Regions from separate parts of the Mus musculus genome. Here region 2 is linked to region 1. A link is a contact called in public promoter capture Hi-C data. All regions are on one chromosome and are shown on one strand. The core of a region is the stretch at or near the end of the contact, and the rest is flanking DNA. Distances in the headings are between cores, read along the strand shown.

Region 1 (4,400 bases), core at 135-2,634:
CCCACGGTAGACATCATGGCAAATATGGGTGACAGATGTGAATGCAGTTACTGTGTCCAATGTATATTTCAGGGGGAAGAGACCTATAAGTTGTATTAGTGTGGATATATCTAACAAGAAATCAAAGTTTCATCATGCTAAAGAATTAGAAGGTACTGATAAATCACTAAATGGATGATAATACTTTTTTATGAGAATAGGTTTACTGGACAGCCATTAAGGTTCGAATAGCTTAGGTACTATGATTTTTTTTTCATGTCAATGATCACGAACCAACTTCACACAGAAATTATAGCATTTATCTATTTCTCATTATTTTTATTTTAGTCTATTGAAATAAGTTCTACAACTAAAATGCAACATAGGAAGATAATAATAAGAGTCACTTGTTTCAGGTAAGTAGAAAGTTATTTGGGAAATGTTGCTTGAGATTAAGAATCCGACAAAAATACTACCAATGCCAAAGGATTCAATAGAGTTAGTTAAGAGGATTACTTTCATTAATATTGGATAAGGGAAATATTAGAGTTTCTTAAAGTAGAGAAAAATAATTTACTGCGTGCAGCTGTTAGGGAAGTAGAAATAGAATCTATTCTACCCCCTGCGACAACTGGAAGATTCCACATACAATCTTAAAATGATGGGAACAAAAGCAAGATTACAAGAGATTGGTATTATGAAAACAGTATGACCTCTCGGATAACTATGGCTTATATCCTATATCAACTAAGATAAGTTTTTCAAGTTATTTGAACCGCACAAAACATTGGATCGGTCAAGTGGTTTGTTTGTTTTTTTTTTGTTGTTTTTTTTTTTTTTCATTACAAGGGGACGGGAAAGCCAAACAAAACCGCCAAGCATTACAGTAAACCCGCGAGCTTTGGAAAATCTAAGGAAGCCGACTTTCCGGTCAGTAGCCATGTACGTGTACACAATTGCACAAAATCAGGCGGATTCCAAGGCCTGATTTAAGTCGGGGAAAAGGAAAAAAAAAACCGTTACAAAGTGATAGGCATCGATCATCATCCTGGATTTCATTTACACCACCCCGCTTTGGCCAGGACCAGGAAGCCTGGAAAATGTAACTTTTCCCCAACATGCAGTCGCTCGCCAGAGCTCTTCAGCCCTCGCCCTGGGGCAACAGGGAGCCCCCTCTCCACGACACGCGGAGTCCCGGAGCCGCACGGTCACAATCTCGCTGGCCCAGAGGCGACCGGGCGGGGCGGGGCGGGGGCTCGGGGAACCCAAGGGCGCGGGGCTCACCAGCTGCTGTACCTCGTCGCATGAGGCCATAGCCCTGGTGGGACGTAGGGAAACGGTGGTCTCAGGCTGGACGCAAACACAGGTCCCGGGCCGCTTCAGAGAGAGACCCGCTGGGCGTAACTGGCGGGACAAGGGGCGTGCCCGGCGCCCCGCAGCCGTTAATGGGCGGGGCGGCCTCTGCTGAGAGGCTGGGGCGGGGCCGAGGCGGAGGGCTGCGGGAACGCGCCAGGGACTACCAGGGTTTCCCGCGCTCGGGGCGAGCTTCTCCCGGGTGTGCCCCACCGGGCGTTTTGACGAAAAGCCAAGTGTGTGGGGAGGGTGAGTGGAAACGTGAGCCTCGGAGGCCAAGCTCTGGGTCCCTCGCCTCCCGCCACTGGCGGAAACAGTGGCTGCGAGCCCGCGCGGAGCCCGGAAGTGGGCGGGGCCTCGGGCCGGGGACTGTCGCCGAGATTGAGTCCCGAGCGGAAGTGGGTGTGGCGGGGCGTGTCCACTGGGACGCGGCCCCAGTGAGGCGGTGTCAGCGCTCGCGGGACTCGAGACTCTTCAAAGCTGGGATCGCGCGTGCTGCCAGCCACTGAGACCCAAGCCGCTCTCCGGGTCCTCCAGGCGTCCGGCCATGGTGTCTGGCTGAGCGCTCCTGGGGCTGAGAAGCTGAGCCGCGGTGAATGGAGGGGTCACTGGAGCTGAGCTCGGAGGCGATCCTGCGCTTCCTCGCCGAGCGTGGGGGCCGGGCGGGACACTCGGAATTGGTGCAACACTTCAGGGACGTCCTGGGTGGCCAGCGCGAACAGCGCACCCGCGCCCGCGAGCGCTTCAAGGAACTGGTCAATGCCGTGGCCACCGTGCGCACCGATCCCGCGGATGGTACCAAGTATGTGCATCTCAAGAAAAGGTTCTGTACGGGGGATTCCCCCCCGCTTGAGGCCAAGCTCCCCCGAGAGCCCCCGCGTATCGAGGTGACTGAGGAGCCTCAAGTCCCGGACCTTGCAGCGGAGCCTTGCGAGGGCAGCCAGCTCCAGGAGGCAAATCCACAGTTGTCTCTCGGACTGGGTGGCGAAGTGAGCGACCAAGAGCCTCCAGCCCCTGCTCAAGGTGGGGCCCAAGGTAAGGACTCGCCACCACAGGAGGTCGAGGCCGTGTCCTGGGCGTCGGGTCCCGGGTCCAGCGAGAACCTTAAACTCCCTCCACAGGGGGAGGCTGAAGGGGGCAGTTCCCCTAGTGGGCCAAACACACCCAGGTCGGCCCGTCAGAACTTTCGGGACCTGGTGTTGGGCAGCTCCCCGCAACTAAAGAGGAGCGTGGGTCCTGGGGACGGTAACGCTGGAGGTCGCAGCAGAGGAGGGGGCGACTCCGATACCGCATCGTTAGCTTCTTCGTCCGCAGAAGAGGAGAGCAGCGTCGGGGCCTCGGTTACCCTGGATCCCCTGGATCACGCCTGGATGCTCTCAGCTTCCGAGGGCAAGTGGGACAGCCTAGAAGGGCTGCTCACTTGTGAGCCCGGCCTGCTCTCGAAGCGAGACTTCATCACCGGCTTCACTTGTCTCCACTGGGCCGCCAAGCACGGCAGGCAAGAGCTCCTGGCCATGTTGGTCAACTTTGCCACCAAACACCAGCTGCCAGTGAACATCAATGCCAAGTCGAGCGGAGGCTACACTGCCCTACATTTGGCAGCGATGCATGGGCATGTAGAGGTGGTGAAGTTACTAGTGGGGGCCTACGACGCAGATGTAGACATCAGGGACTACAGCGGGAGAAAGGCCTCTCAGTATCTGAGCGAGAGCATCGCAGAGGAGATAAAGAACCTGGTGGGAGCCCTGGATGAAGATGATGGAGACAGCCCTGCCGCCCGCGGGGGTGGGCGCTGGAGACTTTCAAAGGTGCTCCCCTCACACATCACTCACAAACTCTCCCCGGTCGTGGAAGACGGAGCTGAACTTCACCACCACGTCCCCGAGGGATGGACTGGAGGAAGCAAAGCAAAAGATTCAGGTCGCAAAGCCTCGGGCAGCTCAAGTGGACGGATGAAGCCACGACTCAACAAAATCCGATTCCGAACCCAGATCATTCACACCACTCCCTCCTTCAGGGATGCTAAACCGACACTGGAGGAAGGGGAGGAGGAGGAGGAGGAGGAGGAGGAAAGGTCTCTTAGAGGCTACTCATCTTCCTTTAAACTGAGACCGAAGTCCAATGTATTTGGGTAAAATAATTCGCGCTAGAAATGCTAAGGCTTATTTGTCTTCAAGGTAGAATAATACTGGGTATGGATAAGAAGTGGAAGCAGAAAAAACCAAATAAATTATGCATTTTAACTTTCGGGCTTGGGGTGGATCTGTAATAATCCTTTCAGGATAGCATTCTGAGGCAAGAAAATGTCTCTGAAGTGATTCATAATGCACTGATTTGTGCCTCTTCCCCAACCCCACCCAGGTAACCTGGAACTTGTGAGAACTGGAATTATTGATGACTAAGAGTCCCATTTGCTTTTTAATCATTGCGAGATACCATGCAAAGTAAGGGCCATGAGAAAATGCAAAACACATGGTATTGCAAACTGAACCTGCTAATGTTTGTAAGTGAATGAAACTAGAGGCTGCCCTGATTTTCTGCTATGCACACTTGCTTAAGGTGCTAAAGAAGGGCAAGGTCAGAGTTGAAATGTGAAACTACAAAGGAGGATTATGTGAACGGAGATGGGAATCCCACTGATAACGTCTTACTTGTATTGTAAGTAGCGGTTCCCAATTTTTTTTTTAAAGCAGTTTTACTTTTAATCACTGAACTGAAGAAGGAAGCAGCACTTGCTTTCAAGTTACTGTAATCTGGTTTGTGCCTATATAACACTATACGGTACATTATTAACTACAAACTTGGTTCAATAGAAGAAGACATTTATTTAAATAGATGAGCACATAGCAACCTATGGTACTTTTTTTAAATGTGTATGTCTTGTTGATTATCACCAACTAGTTTTGCTACTCTTAAATTCTGAACTTTCTGAGGTTTGTATTCTGGGGATTTTGTTTGTTTGTTTGTTTATGAAGCTTACAATACTTTACTTATCACCTAAACTGATTTACTTATCACCTAAACCATTCCTTGTTTAGAAAATAGCAAAATATGCTTCTGTGAAGTAA
Region 2 (4,415 bases), core at 506-3,005, 2.5 Mb after region 1:
CAGATGGTTACATGTTCATAAGGGAAATATGAAACGGACTTAGTGAAGGGAGGGGAGCTTGGAGGTGGCTCAGAACACCCCCAGGCACCAAAGGAGAGTTATTACCCCAGAAGATCAAATTGGTGGAGGGTGGGGAGCTGCCTGTGGATGGGACAAAGGCAGCAGCAGGTGTCTCTGAAGGACAGTTTTTAAGGAGAAAAAGGGGAAGTCTGTACTCAGATGAGTTGGTGAATCCTGACTGGACAGTTAGCCAGTGCAGCCAAATCATGAATTTTGATGGCTGGACCTTGGTGTTCAGTCTCAGAAATGAGTCAGAGGCCAGTTAGGGGAGCCGACCTTGCGGGGCTAGCTTTAGTAATGATCTAAGGATTTAGCCAGGAGAGGGAAGGGGAAAGGGTAAAAGCTGCTGGTACCATGTATGTCGTGCCTGGGCCTGTTGGAGCCCTTCAGGTAGCTTCTGTCTCTGTCTGTTTCTGTGTGTGCAACAGTAGCAATTATAGAAGACAGGATGGAAATGATGGAAATGTTCATGTGTGAAATTCTCATCAAAACAAGTGTTCAAAGCAAAACAAAACAACCAACCAAATAAAGAAATGCTACCTACTGCCTATGTATGTTTGAGACAGGGTCTCTCACTGTAGCCCAGGATATCCTTGAACTTGTAAACCTCCTTGTCTCAGCCTCCCCAGTGGCTGTGGGTACAAGCATGAGTTAGTACACCCTGCTCAGGTATGTACGTGACCTCACGGACACTTGCCTACTGCCCCTAGGGTAGGGGACAATATCTGCTTGGAGACAGATGCCCTATCGTTCCCCTATGTAGCTTCGAATGCTCTGGCTTTCCTATCTCTGGCATCCTTCTGTGACTTGGCACACATGCTTGCTTCTCTCCCTTGCTCAGGGCTGACTTCAGTATGGGAGAGAGGCCTGAATACTTTTTGATCTCCAAGCTTCCTTACAGCAGTAGGTGACAGGAGATGTGGTAGTGTTTTGTTTGTCTTCTTGTTGTTGTTGTTTTGTTTTGTAGGGTTTTTGAGACCTGGTTTCTCTGTGTAGCCCCTGGATGTCCTGGAACTTGCTCCGAGTTGGCCTCAAACTCAACAGACATCCTCCTGCCTCTGCCTCCCTAGTGCTGGGATTAAAGGCTGCACCACTGCAGTCTGTCAGCAGTGGTGGTTTGATGGCTTCATTTTTTTGACAGGATCTCAGGAAGTCCAAAGTGGACTCAGTAGCCAATTTCTAACCCTCTTGCCTCTACTTCCTAAATGCTAGGATTACAGGTATGCACCACCGTGCTCTGCTTCTGTGGGTAAGAAATCCAGGGCACTCAGGATAGGCAAACAGCTCCTGAGTCTTGTGTTAAACCCCTTCTTTCTCCAGGCTACCATATAACCAAAGGATATACCGGTTCCGCTCTCCATTTTAAAGCTCCAGTGCAGGACCAAAGACTGGGCGAACAGCAGGCGCTCAGTCCGTATGCACATGTGTGCAGATGGCAAAGCTAGTGTGTGTGTGTGTGTGTGTGTGTGTGTGTGTGTGTGTGTGTGTGTGTTTGTGTGTGTGTGTGTGTGTGTGTTGGGGAGGCTCTCGGTTGTCTCCCAGAAACCCCTGGCAAAACTAAGGCGCAGGATCTTGGCAGGCTGAGAGGCTAGCTAGGCTGCATCAGCGCTGGGAGTGTCCAAGTAGGGAGCGGCTGGTAGGCGGTCAAGGTCAGTTCCAGGGCAGCGGGAGGGGCGGGGCTCGGGGGCGGGGCTCGGGGCGGGGCTGCGACCCGGAGACAGTGATGGGCACGCCCCGACACGGGGCCTCAGCGCCGGAAGACGCGAGGACCAAGGACCGCTACAGGTGAGGTCACTGGGGATCCTTGTTCCCTCGCGCGGCGTGGGGTACACTAGGGGCATGACAGGGGCCGCGGAATTAGGAGGGGGCCGTTGCCTAGGATACTTAACGCCGGTCCGGAGGACCAGGTTCCTCGGGATTCATTGCTCCTCAATGTCCGCTAAATCTGTCCGGGAAGAACTTGGGGTCTTGGGAGGGGGAAGCAGGACGCGCAGGGGTAGCGGGGCAGGCGTGGCCTTGATCTTGGGAGGGTCTCAGACAGAAGGACTGAGGTGTCTGAGTGCAGCGGGAGACCCTTAGGAATCTCAGAGAAAGTGAGTAGGGTTACCCAGGGGTGCATTGGAGGCCTGCTTCACCCCGCCCCCCTGTGAAATAGGGGTTCTGTTAGAAAAAGCGAGACCAGCAATGACTGAATCCCCTTCTCTTCTCTCTCTCTCTCCCTCTCTCTCTTTCTCTCCTCCCCCTCTCTCTTTCCCTTTCCCACTCTCCCTCTCTCTTACTCTTTCTTCCTCCCTCCTCCCCCTCTTCCCAGGCACCCTGTTCTTTCCAAGACCACACACTCCACACATCCCCATAGCTCACTAAGATAATTTTGACCCTGGGATTTAGGGGTGTGGGGGGGGAATGCTCAGCTGTCTTAAGAGCTGAGGCCCCCGGGGGAGGACAGGTGTAGTTTGGAAAGAAACTTCCAGATCTCCCCACTCAGCACCTATGAACCAAGGCTAGCATCAGCTTCTAACATGAGCCTGTGTCCCCTGCCAACACACCCCAAGTGCTCAGCCACACTCTCAAGGGACTGCATGTCAACACTGGCCTAAGTCACCTCCTGTTCACTAGAGCTGGGCCTATCAAGTACTGTACAGCCAGTGGGCCTTGTCTGGAGGGAGATGCAGGTTGGCAATGGCCAGGGATGGGCAGGTCACTTGGGGTGTGTGTGTGTGTGTGTGTGTGTGTGTGTGTGTGTGTCTGAGTGCAGGAGTGTCTATGCCAAAGTGAGTGCTTCTTTTCCTTCTCCTCTTCATTCTATCAGCCAGTCCCTTTTAGCATGGGGTGTTTTTCAACGGTATATCTAGGGGTGCATTCCTCAGCAGCTGTCCCTAGAGTGCTCACTCTCAGCCTGGTCTTTGGTGTCCAAAGAGGGGAGCCATCGCCTCCCTTCCCCAGTGGAAGAGGGGACAGATATCATAGCCTATTGAGTCACACTTCAGGAGCCTCTTCTGCCTCGAGGCCACAGTGGAGATGTGGCTACCCTGTGTGTCAATGTTGAAATTTTCCTTCCTGAGAAGCCTGGATGACTCAAAAGGCTGGGTGGTGATTTTTGTGGCGGAGACAGCAGGGTGGCTTCACTTTGGCCTGGGTGCACAGGGTTCCTGTTGTGTGTTGTCTGAAGCTTGACCTCTGAACAGCTATGGCAGAAATGTGTTCCACTAGATTCCTGAAGGTCTCTTTACACCGGGTTCAGGCTGCCTGTCTGGCAGAGAGGACGGTTGATAGGCAAGTTCAAGTGTGAACCACCACATTGTGTATGTGTTTGTACGTTTTGGGAGATGGGGCAATTGGTAAATTACTTAGAAATAAAGTTTTTTTTTTTTTTACCTGGGATGGGCAGGGAGACGGGATGGGGCTTCATGTAGCCCTTCGCAGCCTCAAACTTACCATGGGCCCAAAAATGGCCTTGAACTTCTGATTCTCCTGCCTCCACCTCTCTAATACTGGGATTACAAGTGTGCACTACCACACCTGTTTTACTCGATACTAGGAATTTAACCCAGGACTTTGTACATTCTAGGCAAACACCCCACCAACAGATCACTTAGCACTTAAAACTTCTTTTAAACCAGTAGTTCTCAACCTATGGGTCTCCATGCCTTTGGGGGTCTGAATGACACAAAAGTCACCTGAGGCCGTCAGAAAACACATATATACATTTTGATTCATAACAGTAGCAAAATTACAGCTATGAAGTAGCAATGAAAATAATATTATGGTTGAGGGTCACCACAGCAGGAGGAACTGTATTACAGGGTCTCAGCATTTGGAAGGGTGAGGACCACTGTTTTAAGCTATTATTTCTGAACCCAGTAGTTATAATTGAGGTTCTCTGTACTTCCTTGCTGGAAGTTAAAGCTAGGGTCATCCACAACTCAACAGCTCTGCCCATAGCCTTAGACTAAACTTGAAAGTATGTCCAAGTTTAAAACCTTGCGCACAGATGTCCGTCCCCAGAGACACTGTTCACAACAACCGTGAAGCGAAAGCTAAAGTGTTGGGCAACGCATGGGAATTTGGTTTGGTCATATGATGGTGTTATTTAGCCATGTGAAGAAGGAACACTGACGCCATACAAGTCAAGGAAAGGAACCATATGAGAGGTTGTGTGCTGGATAACTCCACTTGCATAAACACGTAAGATAGGCAAATCTGTAGGACAAGGGCATGAAGAGTTACCAAAGGATTTCTCCAAGACAGGCTCTCCACACATTCCAGGCTGGCCCTGAACTCTCTAGCCTTCTACCTCAGTGTCCCCCGGAGTGCTGGGTTTATGGGCATGTCCCATCACACCCTGATGAAAGTTA

Evidence for each region. Promoter capture Hi-C pulls out the DNA fragments that hold promoters and counts their contacts.
Region 2: a contact with region 1 is called in a promoter capture Hi-C map of liver, with 3 times the contacts expected there. The contact joins the promoter of Aifm2 here to the promoter of Septin10 in region 1. A contact is called at or near these places in 2 of 39 promoter capture datasets (liver and pre-B cells).

What each region holds. Positions count from the first base shown.
Region 1 is chr10:59,220,116-59,224,515 of GRCm38.p6, forward strand. It overlaps Septin10 (septin 10), which reads right to left and starts at 1,385. Exons shown (of 10, transcript NM_001024911.3): 1 at 1,276-1,385. The coding sequence starts at 1,293. Sowahc (sosondowah ankyrin repeat domain family member C) reads left to right here and starts at 1,807. Exons shown (of 1, transcript NM_172939.3): 1 at 1,807-4,400. The coding sequence starts at 1,929. The coding sequence ends at 3,467.
Region 2 is chr10:61,713,508-61,717,922 of GRCm38.p6, forward strand. It overlaps Aifm2 (apoptosis-inducing factor, mitochondrion-associated 2), which reads left to right and starts at 1,756. Exons shown (of 10, transcript NM_001284300.1): 1 at 1,756-1,845.